Regions from separate parts of the Mus musculus genome. Here regions 1, 2, 3, 4 and 5 are each linked to region 6. A link is a contact called in public Hi-C and promoter capture Hi-C data. All regions are on one chromosome and are shown on one strand. Each heading gives the region's core, a stretch centred on a gene start, on an enhancer-like site or on the middle of the called end of the contact. The rest is flanking DNA. Distances are from core to core; before and after follow the strand shown. Region 1 holds the start of Mpp5 (membrane protein, palmitoylated 5 (MAGUK p55 subfamily member 5)). Region 2 holds the start of Wdr89 (WD repeat domain 89). Region 3 holds the start of Sgpp1 (sphingosine-1-phosphate phosphatase 1). Region 4 holds the start of Ppp2r5e (protein phosphatase 2, regulatory subunit B', epsilon). Region 5 holds the start of Gphn (gephyrin). Region 6 holds the start of Churc1 (churchill domain containing 1).

Region 1 (3,620 bases), core at 617-3,116, 2.0 Mb after region 6:
TATTGGAAGGTATGAAGAGAAATGCTTTCTAGGAGCCTGGAAAGATAAGTGTTAAGAATGTTTGGTGCTCTTGAGGAGGAAATGGGTTCAGTTCCTAGCACCCAAATGGTGAATTGTAATTGTCTGCAGTCTGAGACTCAGGGAATCCAAAGATCTCTGCCTCACCAAACACCAGGCAATAGGTAACACATACACATAAATGCAGGCAAATATGCATATACACAAAATAAAAAACAAATACATCTTTTAAAAAAGAACACCCTCCCACCCTTTGGCTATATCTGTAAACATCTTTTGTCACTTTTGGAAAGGGAGATGTGCCTGGAATCTAAGGGACAGAAACTATTTTGTCAAACACATTATCATGCACAGAACAGTCCTCACAACAAGAGTAAGCTAGCTTTATGTCAACATTTCCAAAAAGGGGGTGGGGTGGGGGAACCACTTTTTAAAAAAGGAACTAGAGTACTTGTTACCTAATGTCTTATGCATTAAAAAAAAAAAAGGTAGAAAGGAATGTCAACACTCACTAACCTTTTGTGTGTGGCTAACAGTGTCTAGGAATTCTGGAGACAGTCCACTTGCAGTTCACAAATTCTCACTTCTTTGTGAAGATGAACTAAGCAGACAGTTCAGTTACATATATTTGGAAGTTGTCCGTCTGTACTCAAAGTCCACTGAGGTATGTTTGACAGAAGGAAAGAGGTCTTTAGTGGTATGTAAAAAAGTCCTGTCCTTGGCTCTGCCTTACTAACACCAATAAACAACGTTAAGTACTTAATAAAATGTCAGTAAGATTTGAATTTGATGATCCAGGAAGAGAAGGATTTCGCCCTCCCCCCACCCCCCAAAAAAAGTTGTGCTTACTTCAGAGGGCATAGTATTCCTTGGGGACACTAACAACCCATAAGAGGAAAAAGGTAGGTAGGAGCCTGGGTATATTGGGAATGGTGCTTAAAAACCACGGTGGGAGGAAATAAAGACATGATTAATTGCATATACGAAGGCACAGAGGGACAGTTGTCTACGACATGTGCCCCTGAGAAAACTCAACAGGCTGAAGCAATGGATTTAGGTCCAGCAGAAGAGGTTTCTACATAGAACATATTTCTGTTTGCTCCAAATCCAGTTCCTCGCGCACACTTTCATAGCACTTTCCGTGCCCACCCTTCCCAGATGGTGGCATAGGTGTGTCCTGACAGCATGGACTCGCGCTGGGACTAGCCTAAGTAACTCCCAATCCTCTCCGGAGAATTCTGTGACAACTGTGGCCTTTGACATCCTTCCTGGTTTTCAGAAAGGAGTCGTCTGTGGAATCAGGGAATTGTGTGGAACTTTATACACAACCAGGTGTTGGCGTCACGGTTGTTTTGAGCATTAGCATTTTTGATGTGCCTGACAGGACAACAGGGGTCTCTTCCAAGGGAATCGGATTTTTCTCAGGAGATGACCGCTTCCCAGGCCCCGTCGAGCCTTAGCGGCTTCCGAGTCCGTCTCAGGGAAGCACGGCGACCCCACACAGAGGCGAGGAGGTGGGCTGAGGCAGCGAAGCGACTCAGCGGTTAGAACGAACGCTTCGCAGTTCGAGGCGGGTGAGTGCGCGCGGCCGAGCCCCCGGGAGGCGGGGGGGGGGAAGAGCGGACCAATCAGCGGGCCCTCTCCCCACGCGCGCTCAGGATTGGACGATCCGTTCCAGCCTCTCTCCGGGCCGTGGGCGGGCCGCGCCAGGAACGGCCTGGGATAGGCGCGCCCGCTGCGCCAGCGTCCCAGGGGCGCGTGCGCGGTCTCGCGTCAGCCGCGGGGGCCGGTCTCGCGCGGCCTCGAGGAGGAGTTGCTGGCGACGGCGGCGACGGAGGAGGCTGGCGGTGAGGAGGGGGCGGGGACTGGAGACTCCGAGGTGGGAGGAATCGGGAGTTTCTGGATTCTTTATCCAGTGTTTTGAGGGCCGCCAGACGGAGGGCTGTTGCTTGGGCTGCGTTGAGGAGCGAGGGAGGGAGAGAGGATCGGCGGCCGCCGGGGCTTGGAGGTAAGGGGCGGACCCGCAGCGCCCGGGCTGTGGCGATCTTAATCAACAGGTTCCCGGGAGCGCGGCGGGGGAGGGGCGGCGGGGCTCGCACCCCCTCCCAGACCCGCCGCACCGCCAGGGTTCCCTGGGGAGAGCCCCAGGCTGAGCCGGGCGCCGCGGTGGCAGCCCAACCTTTGTCCCTCGGAGGGACGCTCCCCGCGCGATGCCGGTTGGTTCCCTGGGCCGGGGGGTGGGGGTGGGGGGGACGCACCTTGGCGCGGTGGCGGGCCACCCCGCCGGACTTGCCGGGGGCACGGCAGGGAGTCGTCTCGCTGCGCCCAGGCCCGGAGTTCGCGAGTCTCTGGGACTCTTCCCTCACCCCACCCCTGGCCGGATCGGGGAACCAGCCTGGGAAACACTTTCCCGTGGAAGACGGAATGCAGCCAGCGTTCCGGTGCCTGAGTCAGCCCCTGGTGTTCTGCTACTCATTGCGTTCTGCGGATAAACAGTTCCTGCTTCCTTGTGACCACTGCTAAAGAGTAGTGCGTTCTCAGAACTTAGACGGAGATTGTCCGGTGAACTTTGAAGCCTGTAAATGCTTGGTAGAGCTACTTTCAATGAATGCCGCTCGGAACGATCCTTATTGTAAATTACGTAACTGACTAAGGATAGCTCTCTCCTTCTGTCCAGCTGACTGACACACAGTAATGTGTGTGGAATTTAGATTCGGCCGAAAAGTTTTCCATGACACTTTACTCTAAAATGAATGCAGCACCTACGAGGGTTTTTACTTAGTGTGTTGTGTCTAATTTAGAGTTTCAAGAGTTTAAATTCTGAAAGCCAGTGTAGCAAGAATTCTAAAGTTTTGATTTAGCGGATAAGGTGGAAGGTATTTCTGGTTTTAATAAGGCACTGTAATGTTTTAATGATACTATTCTAATTATCCTTTTAAATTATGCCAGAAATTAATAACTTGTTAACTTTTGCAACAGTAACAAATTATGTGGTGTGCTGGTGTCTTTGAAGTATAGGTATTGGTGGGAATGAACACTATCCTTTCTTGACGAGCTGTTTCTATAGTATTTCTGTGGACACGATTTCTTGTTTTAAAGATCATTCTAAACTGTAATAGCAGGCTTACATTAAAATTTAAAGAGCTTTATAAGTAAAAAAGACAAAGATATCAAAAGAGATTCATAATCTTTTTTTTTGGGGGGGGGGCGTCGAGAAAGGGTTTCTCTGTATAGCCCTGGCTGTCCTGGAACTCACTTTGTAGACCAGGCTGGCCTCGAACTCAGAAATCCGCCTGCCTCTGCCTCCTGAGTGCTGGGACTAAAGGTGTGCGCCACCACACCCAGCGTTTCATAATCTTTTAAAAATTGAGTAAATTTGCCACGAATGACTAAAAGTCATCACCTTGAATTTGACAAATAATGGTGGACTCCTTAGTGATTTTATACACACACACACACACACACACATACACATATATAAATATAATGTTAAAATAGATGAGAGACTTAATATAATTCTACCTAAGGGTCATCCAAAGTGGTACAGTGACTTAGCTATGCATGTCGACTTCGGAATTGTAATTTTTTTGAAAAAAGATTTT
Region 2 (3,698 bases), core at 83-2,582, 1.1 Mb before region 6:
TCTCTAGATAGTACTGTCCTGACCCCAAGATAGGCGGGTAAGTAGTCAACACAGAGGTATCTCACACTTACATTGTTAACTAGGCTGCATGATTTTGTGGTCTTTAAACAAGAAGCAGAAACAGGTATGGTTGATACCAATAACATAGACTATAAGTCCACATCTTCACTGAATTATCACAACACTGAGAAGCAATTTGGCACGGACCATGCACTTTTTAACAACCTGATGATTGCAAAGCAAAGTTAGGAAGTAGACCTTTAGACTGATGCCTTCCTACCAGTTCATCTTACTTGGATAATAACCAATTAACTGGTTTCCTGGTACACTGTTTAGGATTTTAAAATAATTTCTTTTTTCTTTCCTTTTCTTTTTTTGTTTTTTCAAGACAGGGTTTCTCTGTGTAGCCCTGGCTGTTCTGGAACTCACTCTGTAGACCAGGCTGGCCTCGAACTCAGAAATCCGCCTGCCTCTGCCTCCCAAGTGCTGGGATCAAAGGCGTGTGCCACCACTGCCCGGCTTTAAAACAATTTCAAGTTAGGAAAGAAAACAGGAGCGTTTTACTAGTTGTACTATCTTTAATTTTACATTTGTGGAAGCTGAATTCCCTCAATTTAAGTTGTCAGAGTTAGCCTAAATGAGACATTTCACAAAAATAAGATGCTGCCAGCACTGCCTCTTGGGTGGTTTTCGTTGTGAATTAGGTTTGTGTGTGTGTGTGTGTGTGTGCATGACAAAGTTTTCCCAAGAAGCACTGGTTAGCTGGAAACTCAAAGAGATCCTCTTGCCTCTACCTCCCTCCCAGTCAGTACTGGGATCCCCGGTGTGCTTCACCACACCCGACCAGCACCTAGCTCGGTGGACAGCTGTGTGGCCTAGATGACACCACACACGTAAGGAACTTAGCCTAGTAGCCTGCATCACAGCACATACTGTACGACTTGGCTCCGCGTACCAAATGAAAAAATCTGCTTTTTGATGTGGAAAAAGGCCGGAGCCAGGAGGTGGGTGTGGGATGAGTGAGAGGAAGGGCAGGCAAGAGCGAGCAGGGACCTACCCACCCTTCCTCGAAACTGAAGCAGAGACCTTCGGGTGGCATGGACCCCACATCCTGGCATACAGAGACCCACGCGGTCCCTGCGCATGCACGTGCTCCCTCTCACACCACCCGCTCCCCTTCTGCGCTCCCCGCCCAGGGCTCTCCACGCGCGTGCCACCCAGTGGCCGCCGGTCGAGAGAGCTGCCCGCCCTGCCCAGCAGAAAGTACCTCCGCAGCAAACCCCACACTGGAGCTGGAGAAAACGCACGCTCTGCCCACGGCCGGCTGGAACTCCGCCCTCCGGCTCTGATTGGGTAAAAATATAGAGGAAGCTGAAGCGGATTGGTCCATAGCACAGAGGCCGGACCATAACCAGCGGGCTCTTCTGAAGCGGGAGCCGCGCGCCTTTGCTTGCTACCTTCCGATTGGACGAGGGCAGAAGGTCTGCGCATGCGTAACTCGGTCTACGGACCACGCCATACAACACCTCCCTCTAGGTCAGGTTAACGGAAGTCCCTGGGACCCAGCTTCCTGGACGTGTGGCCAATAAAAGGCAAGATCGTCACCGATTCCGCCTTTTCATGCGGATGTGGCTTTGCAGTTTCTTCCAGCACTTCTTCCGCTTCCTCGGACTCGGGTGTAAAGTTATTTCGCGGACCAGAGGAGTGGGGCTGAGGCAGGATTTCGTGGATCTGAAATAACCACACGTGATCACAAAGCCTAGCTATACAGGCGGGTTTGAACGAGCAGTATCCGGCCTTCACTCCAGCATGGCTATGACTCAAGGTTGACAGGAGCGCAATTACAAAATCTGGAGGTAGTTTTGCCTCGGCCCCAGGTAACTCTGGGAATTGAAGTCCATAATGGTCAGGTCCTGTCTCATCTGTCCTATTTTGATGTTGCTTTTAAACTTTAGTTTGATACAGGGCTGATGTTCCAACTGTAGTGGAGACATGACATCTGGCCCTACCAATAGGGGAATGAGCTCTGTCCTTGAACACCAAGAAGCCCTGAATCTAGTTTAGGTGGACTCTACCCTCTTTTCATTATAGATGAATACCTGTGGTATAACAACCATGAGACCGCGTTTTCCAGTGTAAACAATTCAGAAAATACGTACTTGGTTAAGCGATAATGCAAACAAGCCAGATTGTCCCTGGAAATACATTCGGCTGGGACTCGTGAAATTAACGTGCTGTGTATACCCACAGGAATCTGAATAAGGGGAACTAACTAGGGGATATATCTTGGTGCTGTTAAAAGGTATCCTTCCCCTGGAAATCCCCCCAAGGTGAGTTTAGGTTGGTCCCATTTACAGCTAGTAGAGTTGGAGATAGAGATTATTGTTTGATTAGTTGCAGTTTCTAATTAATATCGGTCTTGGTGTCATGGCATAGCCAGGAGTCCTGACCTACAGTGGGTTAAGAATGGTTAGGGAACTGACATACTCTTTTCATATCCTGAACACTGAGATGCTGGCTTCCACTGCCTTCTGGACCTTTATCTATGAAGTTACTAAAGGGAATTCCTGGGGGAAATTGGAGTTGGGAGCTTGCCATCCTAGGGGGCTTGTAACCTGACCCCCCGGGGTTTTGGTCTTTGCCATGCCCTGATCTTTATATCACAGGTAGTGATGGTTCTTATTTTAGGACTATGAAGGGATCCGTGTAACCCGGAGAGGACTCAGTTTTGCTATCCAACCAAGAACAATGGCTTTCGGGGAAGGGGCATCAACTGCAGCCATAGTGCTGGACCCAGGGATGCGCTTCTCCCCAGGAGCAAGTGAGCCATGCCCCAGTAGTCTCTGGTTGTAGCACTTTACAGAAATCTACCTGGAAGGTAGTTTGGGTTTCAGTGGATAGATTGGTTAAGAGCTCCCTGGTTCTGGTTTTTTACATTTTTATACCCAGTGCCCTGACGTATGGGGACTTGGGAGCCTTTCCAAAAGGAGAGAAAAAGACAAAATAGGACAACTATGATTCTAGGGCCCTTGTCAGTCTTTAGGGGTTTGGAGGACCTAGTGACAACTCATTTGTCATTATTTTCTGTAGCCTCCTTCAGCTGGATATGGTGCATTCATGGGGTGACCTTCATTGCTGTTCCAGTCCAGATCCTCTTTACCCATATGAGGTCACCAGGCTGGAACTTGCAGGCAGGCTCAGACAGGAGACAAAGATACAGCCTCTCCAATGATCTGATGAGTCTTGCAGGGCCTGTAAGGACTTGAGAAGGCAATGGTTAGTAATTTCTGACTGGTGCATCTGGCCCTCGGGAGGGCAAAATGTAGAAAGCTGGCCCAATTTTTTGCCATTATTAAAGCCGTATTTTAAGAGTTTTGTTTTTATTCTTTTTATCCTGTCCTGAGCTTTGTGGCCTGTCTAATTAGTGTGTAACGCTTTTCCCAGATTTGGGAATATTTTGACTATGAGGGCCAGACCGTGTCAGACCCCAGAATATGGGCAATCCAAGCCTATGGACCAACTCCTGGAGAAGCTTTTGTGGTAATTGATGCAGCCTCTGCTGGTTGGGGTAGAAATCTCCTCAACCCAAGAAGCTAGGATGTTCTTGTAGACCCAAAGGCAATAGGTTTTATTTCTATTTTATTTCAGTAAAGTTCAGTTCCCAGTCCTCTCTGAGGGTGTTCCTGGGCCTGGATCCC
Region 3 (3,799 bases), core at 401-2,900, 1.0 Mb before region 6:
AAGACCAGTAGACAAATATATTTTGCTTCTGTGTGAAAGATAATTAAATTGTAAACTCAAGTATCACTTGCAAACAAACCCTAGGAAGCTCAAATTAGGGAAGCCCCAAAACGCAGGCAAATTAAAAAAATGACTACCATTAAAAACTCTTGATGGACAAATTGCCCCCGATGTCAAACGCCATTATAACCAATCCAGCTCCTCGGAAGGCAAAGCCTATAACTGCAGGGTTACAGTTACCGCCATAGTAACAGTGTAGCAACTAACAACTGGTTCTCCAGACCAGAGACAGAAGTGAAGTGTCTTAACAGACCTGCAGTCAATCCTTTACGACGAACTCATCTAGATTCTGTTCCTTTACCTTTCGGCTTTTTTTCTTAACTGTCATTACTTTAGTGCTTGGAATGTGCCTGTGCCGAAATTATACTACTGTTTTGAAAACACTCTTTAATTTTACATTGTAAACACCATGTATTGCAGTGAAACCGGGTCTCAGTTACCAAGTGTTTCATTTTAAGTACACTGAATCACCACTGTGCATCAGACGAACTAAGTTTAAAAACTCAGTCTAAGCTCAAGGATTCAATGCACGAAAAGTGTTTCCTTGGGGGGTGGGGGTCTAAGAAACTATACCCAACTGTATTAAAATACAGTTTAGTGTTTAAGAACCGTCATCAGTTAATTTTCTAGAACTCTGACAGGACCTGCGTGGGTACTGTGAGAACCTGTGGGTTGGGGTTTTGGACGGGAAGAGGCAAATTTTTAAAAAAAGGGGAAAAAGAAAGTTCAGAAAGCACTGGAAACTCGACCGTGGAGCTGAGGGGCACAGCGTACCTGCCAGCGGCCATAGGTGAGCAGGAACATGGCGATGGGGATGGCGGTGCCTGACATGGCATGCGTGGAGGGCATGCTGTATTCCGAGTTGTAGAAGACCTCCAGCTTGATGACAGGCGGCGAGGCCGGCCGTGGCCAGCGGATGATGTCCTTGGTGCACTGGCCCAGGTACATGACCAGCACCCAGATGATCACCAGCCTCCGGCCCACAAAGGGGTCGAGATTCCAGATCCAGAAGGGGAAGAATAAGATGTAGAAGAGCTCGTTGCCCAGTTCCGTGCCTAAGCAGAACAGGTAGTAGAGCGGCAAGTTGCTCACTTTGACCAGCTCGCCCTCCTCGCCCGTCAACGAGTTGCGGCGCTGCGAGCCCGCGCGGCGGGGCCCGGTCGGGCCCGGCTCGGCCGCCAGCCCGTTGCGCACGCCGTTCGGGGCACCGCAGCAGTCCGCCTTGGCGGGGCTGTCCTCAGCGCCCGGCTGCCGTCCCCGTCGCCGGGGTTCTCCCGGGGCTCCGCGAACCTCGGTCTCTGCATCCTCGTCCGCCGCCGGGCTGCTGAGCGGCACCTCCACCCCACACAGACGCTGGAAGCTCGCCACCCGCTGCGGCTCCTGCAGACGGCTGGCCAGCAGAGCCAGCCGCTGCCCCAGGGACATGGTCGCGGGCCACTCGGGAATTGATCCGGCCACGCGCTCCTCGCCAGCCACAGCCGCCACGGTGCCTAGCTCGACTCGCTCGAGGCTGCCGGCGACCGCGCCAACAGGCCGCAGCGGCCGCCGCGCGCGCCCTGCGCCCCGCGCGCCCCTCCCCTGGCGCGCTCACGGAGGCCCGCGCCGCGCGCGCAGCCCGGAGCTGTCGCCGAAGCCCCGCCTCCCGGTGCTCCTGGTTGCTGTGCGAAGAACAGTGCGGGTCTAGGCAGGGCTGGTGACCCAGGAGCTGCCCGCGGCTTTTATTAGCCTGGAATCAATTGGGGCGTGATGAATGGAGGCAAAGTAACCGCCGCGAAACCGGAATCGTCCGACTCACGCCATTAATTAGCAACTAATTTCAGAGCTGTCTCGGATGGTTGATGTCCGGAAAGCCACGTGCCAATTGACCAGCGGTGGCAAGATTAGAAAACCGTAGATAATCCAGGACAGAGCCTGGGTATGTGATCGCTGACACAGCTGTGGTCTGCAAAGGAAAAGCCAGTCACCTACCAAGTAAAATCTGACTGTCACTCATCACATACGTCTCTTAAGCGAATTTAGGTGTAAAATTTCCTTAATAAATTCTAGCACTTAGCAAGATTGCTCAGAACACATAGTTAGTGGGAGAATGTAGCGTGGAGAATTCTGAGGGTATTTTTTGTTTTGTCTTTTATCGTTTTCTTTTTGTGAGTTTCGGGTTTGTTTTTTTGTTTGTTTGTTTTTTTGTTTTTGTTTTTGTTTTGTTGTTGTTGTTTGTTTTGTTTTGTTTTTGTTTTTGAACCAGGGTATATCATTTAGCCGAGATTGGCCTCAGCCTTGCTATGTAGTTAAGGCTAGCCCTGAACTGTTGATCCTTCTGGTGAAGCCCCCCAAGACTCGGGGTTACTGGGGCACCATGCCAGGTTTGAACTTGGAATCTGATAGGCTGAACTAGAATCTTAACAGGATTGTCTTGCAAGTCACAAACTTGACTTTAACTTCTAGATGGATCCGATTTTATTAAAAGATTTCAAAGTTTTAATTCCAGGAAGTTATTTTCAGTCAAGGCAAACGAATGTCTATAATTAAAGACTGAACTACTTCCAAGAAAGAGGCTGGAAAATGCTCCATGCTGGTAAGCCATGAGAAATAGTTTCATTTCCCAAGAAAGATTGCTTCCCAGCTCCTCCTATTCCACTTGCTGCAGTCATAAAGAGGATTGCCTCGAGTCCCTGGCCCTGGAATTGCTGAGGTTGGAAAGGTTGAGGGAGCACAGACGAATCCCAGCGCTTGGAGGCTGACATGGGAAGATTTGGAGTTTGAGGACAGCTGGGGCTTCATAACAAGATACTGTATCAAAATAAGTAAAAGCGTTTACAGCCTAGGAAAGCAGACAAGCATGAGAAAAGGAATACTGGGCCTGAAGAATGGTATACAAAGTAACCATGGTTTGCTATGGGTGTCTCTTCTTAGCCAGCAAGCAGGAAGCTCTGAGTTTGGGCCCAGCAGAACATACACAGAGTAGTGTTATTAGTTGATGTTTCTGAATAATAAAGACCATTATTAGCATTTGGCAAAAATAATCTATAATAAAACATGCTATGCTGGCCAGAAACTTGCTGTGGAGACCAAGTCTGATTTTCAAGTACTGAGCTAACAGGTGTTTGCTACAACTGAGTATTTTGTTTGTCTTGAAACCCCAGACCACCAAATTGTAGGGTTACAGGATGGACATCACACATAATTTTTTATATGTCCCCTCCACCCCTAGGGTCTAACTATGTAACCTGGATACCCTGGAATTTAGCTATATAAACAAGACTGATCCCGAACTTGTAGCATCCTCTCGCCTCTGCCTCAGAAACACTACCCTCTATTTCTATATCCTTAGCACCCAACACAAATATTGAATAATTGAAGGAATAAAAATGAATGTATGAACTTAAAAAAAAAATCCATGCCTCCAAACTGGGTATGGTTTTGCTTGCCTGTAATTCCAGCACTTGGGAAGTTGAAGCAGGAGGGGCTAAAGTATTTTCAAAAAATAAAATGTGGGGAAAGTGGCCATTTCAAAGTTACTCTCCTTATAGAGTGGAGATAGAGTCAGGTTGAGTTTTATGGCACAGACCTTTAGCAAGGAGTGTCTGTTTTTGGTTAGTTCTTTTTTGTTTGTTTTTGTTTTGAGCCTAGTGCAAGAGCCTTGTCTAAAATAAAGGTCTTCTGTGACTTCTGTAACTTTTATTTAACATCTTACTTGTATATTCTTTTTCTGTATCTCAAACCCAGTTCTCCTAATTTCTGT
Region 4 (3,499 bases), core at 10-2,509, 1.2 Mb before region 6:
AATTATTTAGATTTCACTCTAACCCTAGCAACACAGATTTCTGTAAGCCTCGTTCCCCCCATCCCTCATTCTGTCTCTATTTCTCTTCTCTCATCTCTAACGATGATCTATAGGCAGCTTTCTTTTTCATCATTTGCCTCTTATGCGCGCAGCTCTGAATAAAATGTCAAGGATCTCAACTCAAAGCATTGCAGAAATGATGGTAACAGCGGGGTCCCTGCAAAGCCCAGGGAAACAGGTTTCACCTGGGCCACTGCACCCAAAGCGTTAGCATTCTCTAAAGAGCACACTACTGGGGCTTTTCCAAGGGGGAGGTATGAAAACAGGGAAGTGGCCTGTTTGTCTGCAGGTATGTTCACATAAACCCCAAGCCCTGGAGAAGCTGCGCGGCCACGGAATCTTCCTCCCTGCTCCCCCGCCCCCGCCGGGGGGGGGGCAAGAAAACGCCTCAAAAGAGGGAGGAAAAGGAGCCGGCGAGGCCGAGGAGAAGAGAGGTGCTGGCCTCCAAAGCCTCTGCAGGTAGATCAGACAAGTGGGCCGGGCGCTTGCTCCCGCTCCCCCCACCCCGCCGCACCCCTCAGCTGCCTGGGCCCGGCCTTCCCGAGCCCGCCGCTCCGCGGGTTCCCCGGGAGGCAAGCCGCGGGACCCGAAGCTGAAGTTACCTTGAAGCTCCTGGGAAAGAATCGGAAGATGATCTGTGGCTGCGCGGAGTGGGCTGCGAGCTAGGGGCCGCGGCGGGGGCGGGCGACGGCCCGGGACGCACGGGGGGAGGTCCAGGCAGCGGCGGAGAGCCCCGGGCTACTACGGCCGTCCGGGGCGACGTCCCTCCGGTTCCGCGGTAGCGGCAGTGTTTCTAGGCCTCTCGGCTGGCCCCTAACCTCAGCGCTCCGGCAGTGGCAGCGGCGGCCTCACGAGCCTCCCCCGCGGGCCCGTCCCATCAAATCGGCACCGACCCGGTTGCGGCGCGGCCGGTGGCTCTTCGTTCACATTCCCGGCGGGCGGCGCCTCTGCTCGTTGCACCGGACCCGGCGGCGGTGGTGGCGGCGGCGGCGGCGGCGGCGACGCGGGGAGGGGGAGGAGGGAGGAAGCCTGGATTTGCAGCGGCAGCAAGCGCGGGAGTCGGGAGGAAGAGTTGGAGCCGCCTGAGCCGCCGCTGCCAGAGCCGCCGTTCGCTACCCGCGCAGGGTCCCCGTCAATGCCCCTTTCTCTCTCCTATTGTCAATATCACCGGGCGGCTGAGTCCATGGCACAGGCGCAACCGAACCTCCTGGCTAGCAGAGCCCGCCTCCGACGCCCGCCCACTGGAGACTTCAAACGGGAAGCGAGACTTCATTGGCCGGCGCGCGCCTTCACTCCCAGGCCAGCACGTTCGGCTGAGAGCTGGTCGGGGATTGGCGGCGCGGGGGGGCGGGGAAACAGGAGGGTGTGAAGGGACGGGGCCCTCGATTGGGCGAGGCGCGGGGGACCCGGATGCTACCGTGAGCTCGGGCGACCGGGCCGCCGTTTCCGCCAGGGCGCCTGAAGTGGGGGTACTGCGGCGTCTGCTAGGCCTGAGGAGAGCTCGGCGGGCGCGCCCGAGACTGGAGCTTCCGCCAGGCGGAACCCTGTGGACCGCGAGCGTCTTCACCCGGGTATCCGAAGGCCACAGGGCGGCCGTCCTGGTGCCTCACGGTTCAGCCCGCAAGCCCCACTCCGCACGGAACCCACGGCCCCCTGAGCCCTGTGTAAACGCGGCCATGGAAGCCGGCAGAAAAATACCCCAGTGGCTGTCCTTCGCTCAACTCGTGGGAGGCCTGGCCACCGGTTGGACTCTCACCTGGTCCCCCCAAAAGCCAGTTCTGAATATCAGCTCTCTGATGCCCCTGCCAGGCTCGGCGGGGGCCCGCGCTCCGGGAGTTAATGCAGATGGCAACTCTGCAGTCTCCCATTCAGAATACCCGCATTCGCCCTTTCAGGACTCCGAAATACCCAGCCCCCAACTCGACAGATTTTAATTGATAGTTTGAGTCTGAGTTTAAACAGAAGACTTACCTCTATCTAGAACGAGGACGAAAATACATACATGTTTTTGCATCATTGGTGAACCCTAGGCCAAATGGTACGTTTCCAAAGAATATTCTTAGACCATCAATCAATTTGAATGCAGGCTACGTACAATAGTTAAAAGAAGAAAAAAATACTAACTACAAAGATCAAACTACCAGCTGCTCAAAATTTGGAAATCTGGGAGGGGAAATACAGGAGAAATAATATTATAATCCATAAACCCAAAATAACCAGTCATTTTGATGTAGTTTTAGTATTATATTTCATATATGTATATACACACAAGTATATATATATATATGTATATATATATGTATGTATACATACATACACACATGTATGTATATTCTTTTTCAAACTCAAAATGCTTCATCCTGTAGCCGAGTTTTTCCTCTCAGTATCATGTCATGTTCTGTACAGTTAAGGAATATACATTTATAAAGCTCTCTGTATCATACCCACAAGTGCTAACCATGCGTTTGCGTTTCTGGTTTGTTGCAAATTTCTATCCTGTTGGGTAGAAAAATAATTCTGTACTATGAAAGAGAATGTTACTGCCCTGAACTGAAATGGGAAAGATGGCTTATACGAAAGCAGACCCCAGAAGACTGGCTGCTGACTGACTGACTGAGTGGCCATTTTTACCCTAATAAAGTTCATTGCCCCATGCTGCAGAATTATATGGAATTCCAGTCTGGTTCCTGGCTTCAAGTAACTTATATTTCCATACTTCAGTCTTTAGAAATGTTTAATATCCTAGCCAAGCAGAGCATGTTTCTTCAACGTCTGATTGGTAAATGCAAAATTAAAACCAAGAAAGATTTTGAAGCCAACTCAATTTCCCTTGGCAACAGTTGAACCGTTAAAAAGTAGTGCACGTTTGAAATGCTCACAGCTGTTGCTTAGAACATTTCACATTTTGTAGAGTGAGGATTTTGCTTGCAAATTATGGATGGCTATAAAGACAATTCATTTCAAAGTCATTTCATTTTCTATAAAATAGCTGAGCAACTGAGATGAGGAGGTCTTTTTTAATATGGGAACATCCTTGCCTGTGTGAGGTTTGTTCTCGGGGCCAAGAATCTCATAAGATCTACAGAGCCCAGGGAAAGTGGGGTGTTCTCCAAGGAGAGTGCAAAGCAATCCACTTGCAACACACAAGAAAAAAATGAGGGCATCTATGTTTAAGTTTAAGATGAGGTATTAAACTCAGTATTCTAAATACAGAAGGAATGGCCCATTGGCTAGAGCAGTATAGATGTCCTTAGGGGGAAGCAGGAAGCGTCCACCCGCAGAGGAGAGCAGAGCGGGTCTCTGCTACTTGTGACATCCTGTGTTTGCTGGGCTCCATGAGTGCATTCTTTAGGTTTAATTAAACTAAACCTACAAAGCAGACAAATGACCTTACAGAAGTCTCACAAGGGAACAAGAGAAAGAGCAAATACTAGAAATA
Region 5 (3,760 bases), core at 892-3,391, 1.5 Mb after region 6:
CATGGATAATATGGAAATGGAAGTCACAGAAAGGAAAATTGTGGGAACTGGGGACAGTAAAGTTTTTCTTGTATACATTTTAATTGTTATAGCTTATGGAATCTGGGAGAGGAATATATGTATTGAATAACTGGAAAACAAGCATCTACAACTGACTAATAATTTCATTATTTTTCAGTAATCTTAGTACTAATATTTAGTAAAATGTAGTAATCCATGAAATCTTAAGACTTCATAGTCCCCCTACACAACTACCTTTTAATGAATTAATCAGAGACTTAGTTCAGTGGTAGAATTCTTGCTTAGTGTGTGTGAGGCTCAAAGTTCACGCCACAGTACAGAAAAGAAAATGAATTTCACCATTACTACTATTATAGATGCAGAAAGTCCTGTGTTCTGTTATTGATTTGTGAAAGTGCTAGTTATTTTCCCATAAAAAATTATAAACTATTCTAAGTTGGAGGGCATGCCCATTTAATCTATTAACCTTTAAAGTTTGAAGGAACCTGTTAGTGGGCAGGTTTAGAAGTTCTAAATACTAAGAAACTTTCCCAATCATATAGAATTTGCATGTACCACATAGACTATAATAGACTTGAAAGCTTATGATGTAATCAACAATTTTTATTTCATCTTTAGTTTGAGATAAGTGACACATTTGGGCATACTTTCTCAGCAATCTCCCTCTTTTTGAGACCAGTTAGAACTTGTTTTGCCACTAGGATCTTTGGTAGTAATTATGGGAGGTGAGTTCATGATCTGGCTTACAAATTTAATCCACTGCCAGAAATACTAGTATACATATCTTCAAAAACGAATTATTTTATCCTTTCTCAACTCCACCCATCATTTCCTTTGTCCTCTTATATAAAGGCACAATGTGAATCTTTAGTGAATAGAATGAGTAATGCTATGTTCTTACTGGAACAATACAAACCGCACATAACCATATAATTGAGATTTTAGACTAAGAGCAGATTATTAAACAGTTTTGATACTTTTTTTGTTGTTGTTTTGCTTTTAGGTTTTACTATGGTGAACAAATGAGAAAACATACACACACTTAAGCCAGAAAAGGATATTTAGCAAACCTACACAAAATAGAGGTGGCTAATAACACTTTATGAAAGACACAGAACTAAATGACCACATTTTCAGAGTAATTCCATATTCCAGAAACACTGAAACTTAAATGTCACAGCATCTAGGGGACGACAGAGAGAGAGAGAGAGAGAGAGAGAGAGAGAGAGAGAGAGAGAGAGAGAGGAATCTCCACTCCACGTGCCCTGCTGCAGACACATAAGCTCCGTCTACGACGTCTGTGGTAGGCTGTCACCGAGCGGGGCCAAAGCGAAGTCAGAGGGAGCATTGACTGCAGGTCACAGCTGGGGCGGCACAGGGTAACCTATCTCTGCCCGAGAGGGGACTCTCGTCACAGCGGCCACCGTTCTGCCACCCATGCCGCTTCCTTAAGCCACCTCTAGGTTCTCCGGTGCCTTCAGAGGAGGTGAGCCCACCTCGCTGCCGCACCTGGTCCGGAGTGGCTCCATCGCGGGCAGAGCCGGCCGGCCTGAGGCGGCGGAAAACTGACGAGGCTGCCGGCTCGGCGGGGGATTGCTTCTGTCTGGGGCCCGCCGAGGCTGCGTTCGTGCCTCGCGCGCACCCGCACCGCGTCCGCCCAGCCAATCCCGCGCTACTCGCGCGCCCAGGAACGTTCCTTGGGTCCCACTCTAGGCTGGGCCGGCTCCTTCCCGCTCCCGGCACTCCGCAGCCAAGCTCGCACTCCTCCCCTCACTCTCCACGAGTTGCACGCCTCGGGGTGTAGCTCCGCCCCTGTCCCCGAGTCCGCCCCCGCAACCTCCAGAGCGTGTGCTCCCTTTTCCCCCTCTCAGTCTCTTGCCATCCAGGCGTCTTGGGTCTCACTCCGCAGAGCCTCTGGGTCTCGCCGGCCTTGCCCCGCCGCCTCCGCGCTCTGTCTTCCGCGAGGCCGCCGCTACTCCCACCCCGGGATCGCTTCCTCCCGGCCGGACTCGGGGTCGCGCGGCCCGACTCCGCCCCCTCCGCGGACCCGCGCGCTCCTGGCGCGGCCTCTCCCCCCCACCCCACGCAGGCCACCGGGCGCTCGGCCCCCTCCTTCCCGCTCGCCTCGCGCTCCCCGGGCGCCCTCGCTCTCGCGCTCTCCAAGGCAAGCGCGCTCCCGGCCGGCGCGCTCCGGGCTCCGGCTTCTCCTGGCTCCTGTCAGTGCGGTGACTGCGCTGGGAAACATGGCGACCGAGGGAATGATCCTCACCAACCACGACCATCAAATCCGTGTCGGAGTCCTCACAGGTAACGGGGGGAGGAGGTCCGGGGGAGCCGCAACGGCTACTATCCGCGACTTGCTGGAGGTTTCTCGCCCGCGGTGGTGCTTCCCTGCGGCCTCGGGAAGAGGGCAGGCTGAGGAGGGGGACCGGGGGGTGTATTTTACAACCGCTGAGAGCTGCTGAGGATTCGGGTGTTCCCGTGTGCTCCCCGGGGGAGCTGGGGCAGGCACGGTGGGGTGTCAGGCCCCGGAGCCCTAGCAGCCAAAGTCTCTGGCCCCCGGGGACCGAGGGGCCGGTGCGGCGGGCGCTGCGGGGCTCCGCGCTGCCGGTGCGGGCGGCGGGATTCCTGCTCCGCAGTCTGAAGCACGCTGCTCGGGGTTGGCCGGGCGCCTCCTCCACTAAAGCTCTTCCGAGAGGGGGGAATCCCATCTCCACCCCCTTTTCTCCCCTCCCCCCCCACCCGGCGGCCCCATGGCACCTGCCTGACAGGACTCGGGGTTCGGCAGGCGAACTCTGCTCCGCCTCTGCTGCCCCTTCGCCGGCCGGCTGTCCCCTCTGCAGACGACGGGACACTCCTCACCTCCCCCGGGAGCCGGGTGCTAGGCTCTAGTCCGGACCCCGGAAAGTGCCTTCCTTCTGCCTTTCCTAGCACAGGGCCCTCCCTCTCTGTCTGCCTCTTCTCCTCCGCGAGGACCGGCTGCTTCCCGTGGCCGGGAGAGCCAGCCTTTTTTTTTTTTTTTTTTCCCTTGAGAAGGAAGGATTTCCCTCTGTCGGGTTCTTTTCTCCCCCTCCCTTTTGGGACACCCCCCCCCTCCCATTCTCACTCCCCGGTGGATGGTCCTGAGGCTGGTGAGGAGCGCACTTTTCCCGGGTCGCGTTTCCCTCCCTCGCGGAAGTCGTGTGTGCTCTGCATGTCTGATTCCGTTGCGTTGTATTTGGGTGATATCCCTGAGTTTGGAGATAGACAGTTGCTGCAGGGCACGACTTCCAAGATGAATTGCAAACCTATTTGTAGGGGTTTCGGCTGAGGTTCTGTAGTTGGCATGGTTCAAGTGTAATTGAACGGAGAAGCGGGGGTTAAAGAATTTATATTTGGAGTCTGAGGCTTACTGTGGAGTAAAGGAAATCCAAGACTTAGTGATGTGGTTTCAGAAAAAGAAGCTATGTAGAAGGGAATCCTAGTGTCTTCCCTATTTCATTTAAATTTTTTTTCTTGTAGAATTCTGACAGGTTGAGATGATGCCCGGGAAGGAACTAAATTGAATGAAACTTGCTTTCATTATAAAGTAGAAACAAATCTTTGATTCTGCCAGTAGATACCGACTACAGTGTTTAATTTAGCTGCTGACTTTTATGAAAAGAGGATACCCCTGCTTTTGTTTCCCATTTTTAGTAACTGGGCTTCCTTTCCATGATGCATATTTGCAGATGTTAGTAGCATTTTATTGAATTTTTCC
Region 6 (3,821 bases), core at 713-3,212:
TTTATTCAGGGCATGGGGAGGGGAGTCAAGAGGGTAGTAGAGGCAGAGAAAGGCAGAGAAAGAAAGAGTAGAGAAGTAGAGGGGTAGAGACCAGCCATGAGCATGTGGAGAGAGAGGGGAAGAATGGTCGAGAAGACAGAGCAGGGGCAGGAAGACAGGAGCAAGAGAGTGAAGAGGTGGGCAAGCAGCCCCTTTTATAGTGAGTCAGGCACACCTGGCTGTTGCCAGGTAACTATGGGGTGGAGCTTAGAATGCTAACAACTACATTCTGGGTATCATGGAGAACAGCTTTTTTTTCCTTCCTGAGGGTGTATTACCTTACTTAATATTATAAGTCCACTCATTTTCCTACAAATTTTGTGATTTCATTTTTTTTCTTTAGAACTGAATAGTATTTTTTTTCCTGTGTAGCCCTGGTTGTCCTGGAACTCTATCTATAGACCAGGTTGGCCTAAACTGCACAGAGTTTGGCCAGCCTCTGCCTCCCGAGTGTTGGTACTAATGTCATGTGCACCACTGCCCAGCTCCATTTTTTATATAGAGAGATTTTTCATTTTACTTTTATCTGTTGACAGACAACTAGGTTGATCTTAATTCTTGGTAGAGTAAATAAATCAGGAATAAACACAGGGGTGTAAATATTCCTATGTGTTCTGGGTAAATGCCCAGGAATAGAATAACAGGTTCATATGGTGATTCTAGTTTTAACTTTTTGAGTAGTCACCAAACTGATTCTACAATGTCTGTATTTTAATTTGCACTCCCACCAACAGTGACTAACAGTTCCTTTCTCTCCACATCCTTCCCAGCATTTGTCATCAGATTTATTGATGAGAGCCATTCCGACAGGGGTGAGAGGGTATCTAAAAAATAATTTTAATTTGCACTTCCCTGATGTTTGAGGACAATGAACACTTATTGGCCATGTTTTGTTTTTTTTTTTAATTTTGAAAAGTGTCTATTCAATTCATTTGCCCATTTATTGACTGGCAGTTTTGTTTCCTTGGTATTTAGTTTCTGCAATTCTTATAAATTCTGGATATTTGCCTCTTGTTTGAAATATGGCTGGTAAAGATGTTTCCCATGCTGAGGACTGTTTTTTTCTGCTAATTGTGTCCTTTGCTGAATAGAAACTTTTCGTGTAGTCCGTTGATACTAAGGGTTAGTTTCTGTTAGTGTTAGTGTTCCTGTGCTAATTAAAAAGTTCTTGTCCAAAGCAGTGTCTTTTTTAAAAAATTTACTTTTATTTTATGCACATTGCCTGCATGTGTGTTTGTGTTAGGGTGTCAGATCTTGGAGTTACAGACAGTTGTGAGCTGCCATGTGAGTTCTGGGAAGTGAAATTGGGTCCTCTGGAAGAGCATTCAGTGTTCCTAATGGCTAAGCCATCTCTCCAGCCCCTCCAACCCAATATCTTGACAACTATCCCCTATGTTTTCTTCTGGAAGTTTCAGTGTTTCCTGTTTTAGATAATGGGTTTTGATCCATTTTTGAATTGATTTTTGTACAAGGCGTATGATAAGAATCTAATTTAAATAATTTAGTAGGTTCTCGACAGCGCTCTAAGCTTCTCTTCCCAAACACCAGCTTACTCCTTCTCTGAAGTCTGATCTCTTATCTGTTATTATAGCACAAAATGGTATTTAAACTGTCATTTCAGGTTTTTTGAGTCTGGTAAAAATGGAGGCAAGAAGAAACAATTCCCCTTTTTGCTGTACTTCTGTAATTCTTTTTTAATCAGAATTCAAGAAGGCGCCTATTAGAAGTTCTTTCAGGCTCAAAGCCTCTTCCTCTTTTCGACACTTCTTTGAGTCCTCAGATCTTTTCAATACCTGAAGATTTTTGAGTCCAGTCCTCGGTGCACCCTCCTTACCCGGAGACCGCCTAACAACCGTTGCTATGGGCGGAGACTTTTAGCCAGCTGTGGAGTCCTTAGATCGTGTGCGACAAAATCGATATCTCAACTCTCGCGAGGTTTCGCCTTCCGGGTGTCGCTGGGGTCGTTCTCCGAAAACTGCGTGACGATGTGTGGGGACTGTGTGGAGAAGGAGTACCCCAATCGGGTGAGCAAGTGGGCGCGAAGAGCCTCTCGCAGGCTCGGTGTTCGACCGATATTCCTAGACAGGCCAGGGGCCCACTCTGCAGTCCTGTCACCCCAGTGACCCTGAGTACCGGCCGCAGGTTCCCTCTGGTGGCTGACGTCAGCGGTCCTTCCGGTTCTGTTGCTGGGGACAACGGGGAACCCTCAAAATTACCTACCCACCCAAATTGACAGCAGCCTCTGAGGCCCTGACGCGATCCCGGCTTCATCCTCCAGCTCGACTTGATGGAATTCTTTTTACCTCATTCTGTCGCTGAATGAACGTATGAGGTCATTTTAAAATCCACCTTTTTTGAGACAGGTTTTGTGTAGCCCAGGCTGGTTTCGAACTCTCTATGTACCCGAGGAGGATTTTGTTTGACTTTGATCCTCCTTCCACATACCTCTTGAACGCTGGCATTACAAGCGCGCGCCACTGGGCTCAATTTAGAAAATGTTAGGGATGGAAGTGAGAGCTTGGTGCGGAGGCAAGCTTGCCACCGACTGAGCTACACTTCCAGCCTCTGGTTCTAACCCACGTTTGAAGATGGCAGAACTGGTCCCCAGAGAGGACCTATCACCTGCCCAAGTATGAGAGCCGAGACTAGATTGTGATCTCCCTCTCCGCCTCGTCCCGTTCTCTTTTCCTTGCGCCTTCCCTTTCCCCTTCCCTTCTTAGCACTGAGGCCTGACCCCAGCATGTGTCCCTACCAGGCAAGCACTCTGCCAACAGAACTATACCCCCTGCTCTTATTTTAAGCCTTTGCGCCTCTCGGGCTTAGGAGGTTTTGAGGCTTGGCTCTTACTGTTCTTTCAGGGAATCACTACTGCACGTTGATGTGTGTAGAGAGTGCTTGGCTGCTCTGTGAAGGAGTGACTGCCAAGGCTCTGGGGCTGCTTCTGGGCTTGCAATTTGGGGGCATAGGATTGACAGGCTGCTGTTTAAACGTAGTGAAAAGGAAGATTGAGCAGGAATGGGGCTGCGGTGTTCTCCTTCCACATAAGGTGGGTTTGGACGATGATTTAGAGGAGGAAGGATCTGCAGGACAATAGCAAGATGAAGGACCCTTGAGTTGGCTGGGAGGGAAAACATCCTCATAGTTCTTTCTCTTAATAGTTTGTGAGTGATGGGCACACACCTCTAATCCCAGCACTGGGGAGACAGAGGCAAGCAGATCTCCAAGTTCAAGGCCAGCCTGGTCTATAGAGCTAGTTTGAGGACAGCTAGAGCTACACTGAGAAACCCTGTCTTGAAAAAACAACAAAAACCCCACAAAAAGAAAACTTCTTTTTTGAGTTATATGTAAGTCTTTTGAGATTGTTATGTTAGAGGAATTTTCATTATGGTACAACCACTTTGGTTTATAAAGTCATTACCATTCATTATCAAATTTAAATGTCCCCTGGAATGACACAGAAGTGCTTATCCCGGAAAAATGCACGTGCTCTCATCTCCTGGCAACGTGTATAAGAATGCTTGTAAGATCATTATTTGTCGTAGGCCAGAGCAAAACTCGTGTTCGTAAAAGGAAATGTCTTAAGAGTAGGGTTGTGGGCTGGAGAGATGGTTCAGCGGTTAAGAGCACTGACTGCTCTTCTGAAAGTCCTGAGTTCAATTCCCAGCAACCACATGGTGGCTCACAACCATCTGTAATGGAATCTGATGCCCTCTTCTGGTGTGTCTGAAGACAGCTTCAGTGTACTCATATAAAGAGTAGGGTTGTGAGTGTGAATTAGATTT

What was found. Promoter capture Hi-C pulls out the DNA fragments that hold promoters and counts their contacts. A called contact is a pair of places that touch in the nucleus more often than the background predicts.
Region 1: a contact with region 6 is called in a Hi-C map of CD8 T cells, with 9 times the contacts expected there. The contact joins the promoter of Mpp5 here to the promoter of Churc1 in region 6. A contact is called at or near these places in 1 of 39 promoter capture datasets (pre-B cells), 2 of 484 Hi-C or Micro-C datasets (B cells and CD8 T cells) and 1 of 115 datasets of contacts at active chromatin or transcription factors (stem cell-derived neural progenitor cells).
Region 2: a Hi-C map of B cells shows a contact between it and region 6, with 9 read pairs. The contact joins the promoter of Wdr89 here to the promoter of Churc1 in region 6. A contact is called at or near these places in 3 of 39 promoter capture datasets (the C10 cell line, hippocampal neurons and pre-B cells) and 1 of 484 Hi-C or Micro-C datasets (B cells).
Region 3: a promoter capture Hi-C map of pre-B cells shows a contact between it and region 6, with 2.7 times the contacts expected there. The contact joins the promoter of Sgpp1 here to the promoter of Churc1 in region 6. A contact is called at or near these places in 3 of 39 promoter capture datasets (the C10 cell line, hippocampal neurons and pre-B cells) and 1 of 115 datasets of contacts at active chromatin or transcription factors (embryonic limb bud).
Region 4: a contact with region 6 is called in a promoter capture Hi-C map of pre-B cells, with 4 times the contacts expected there. The contact joins the promoter of Ppp2r5e here to the promoter of Churc1 in region 6. A contact is called at or near these places in 2 of 39 promoter capture datasets (hippocampal neurons and pre-B cells), 2 of 484 Hi-C or Micro-C datasets (B cells and pre-B cells) and 2 of 115 datasets of contacts at active chromatin or transcription factors (microglia and thymic regulatory T cells).
Region 5: a promoter capture Hi-C map of pre-B cells shows a contact between it and region 6, with 3 times the contacts expected there. The contact joins the promoter of Gphn here to the promoter of Churc1 in region 6. A contact is called at or near these places in 3 of 39 promoter capture datasets (hippocampal neurons, liver and pre-B cells).

Annotation. Positions count from the first base shown.
Region 1 is chr12:78,747,081-78,750,700 of GRCm38.p6, forward strand. It overlaps Mpp5 (membrane protein, palmitoylated 5 (MAGUK p55 subfamily member 5)), which reads left to right and starts at 1,867. Exons shown (of 15, transcript NM_019579.3): 1 at 1,867-2,026.
Region 2 is chr12:75,668,205-75,671,902 of GRCm38.p6, forward strand. It overlaps Wdr89 (WD repeat domain 89), which reads right to left and starts at 1,333. Exons shown (of 2, transcript NM_028203.1): 1 at 1,268-1,333. It overlaps Gm34717 (a long non-coding RNA gene), which reads left to right and starts at 1,521. Exons shown (of 3, transcript XR_381697.2): 1 at 1,521-1,877.
Region 3 is chr12:75,734,079-75,737,877 of GRCm38.p6, forward strand. Sgpp1 (sphingosine-1-phosphate phosphatase 1) reads right to left here and starts at 1,651. Exons shown (of 3, transcript NM_030750.3): 1 at 835-1,651. The coding sequence starts at 1,485.
Region 4 is chr12:75,594,973-75,598,471 of GRCm38.p6, forward strand. It overlaps Ppp2r5e (protein phosphatase 2, regulatory subunit B', epsilon), which reads right to left and starts at 1,260. Exons shown (of 14, transcript NM_012024.3): 1 at 663-1,260.
Region 5 is chr12:78,224,514-78,228,273 of GRCm38.p6, forward strand. Gphn (gephyrin) reads left to right here and starts at 2,142. Exons shown (of 23, transcript NM_145965.2): 1 at 2,142-2,328. The coding sequence starts at 2,265.
Region 6 is chr12:76,763,576-76,767,396 of GRCm38.p6, forward strand. Churc1 (churchill domain containing 1) reads left to right here and starts at 1,963. Exons shown (of 4, transcript NM_206534.2): 1 at 1,963-2,063. The coding sequence starts at 2,025.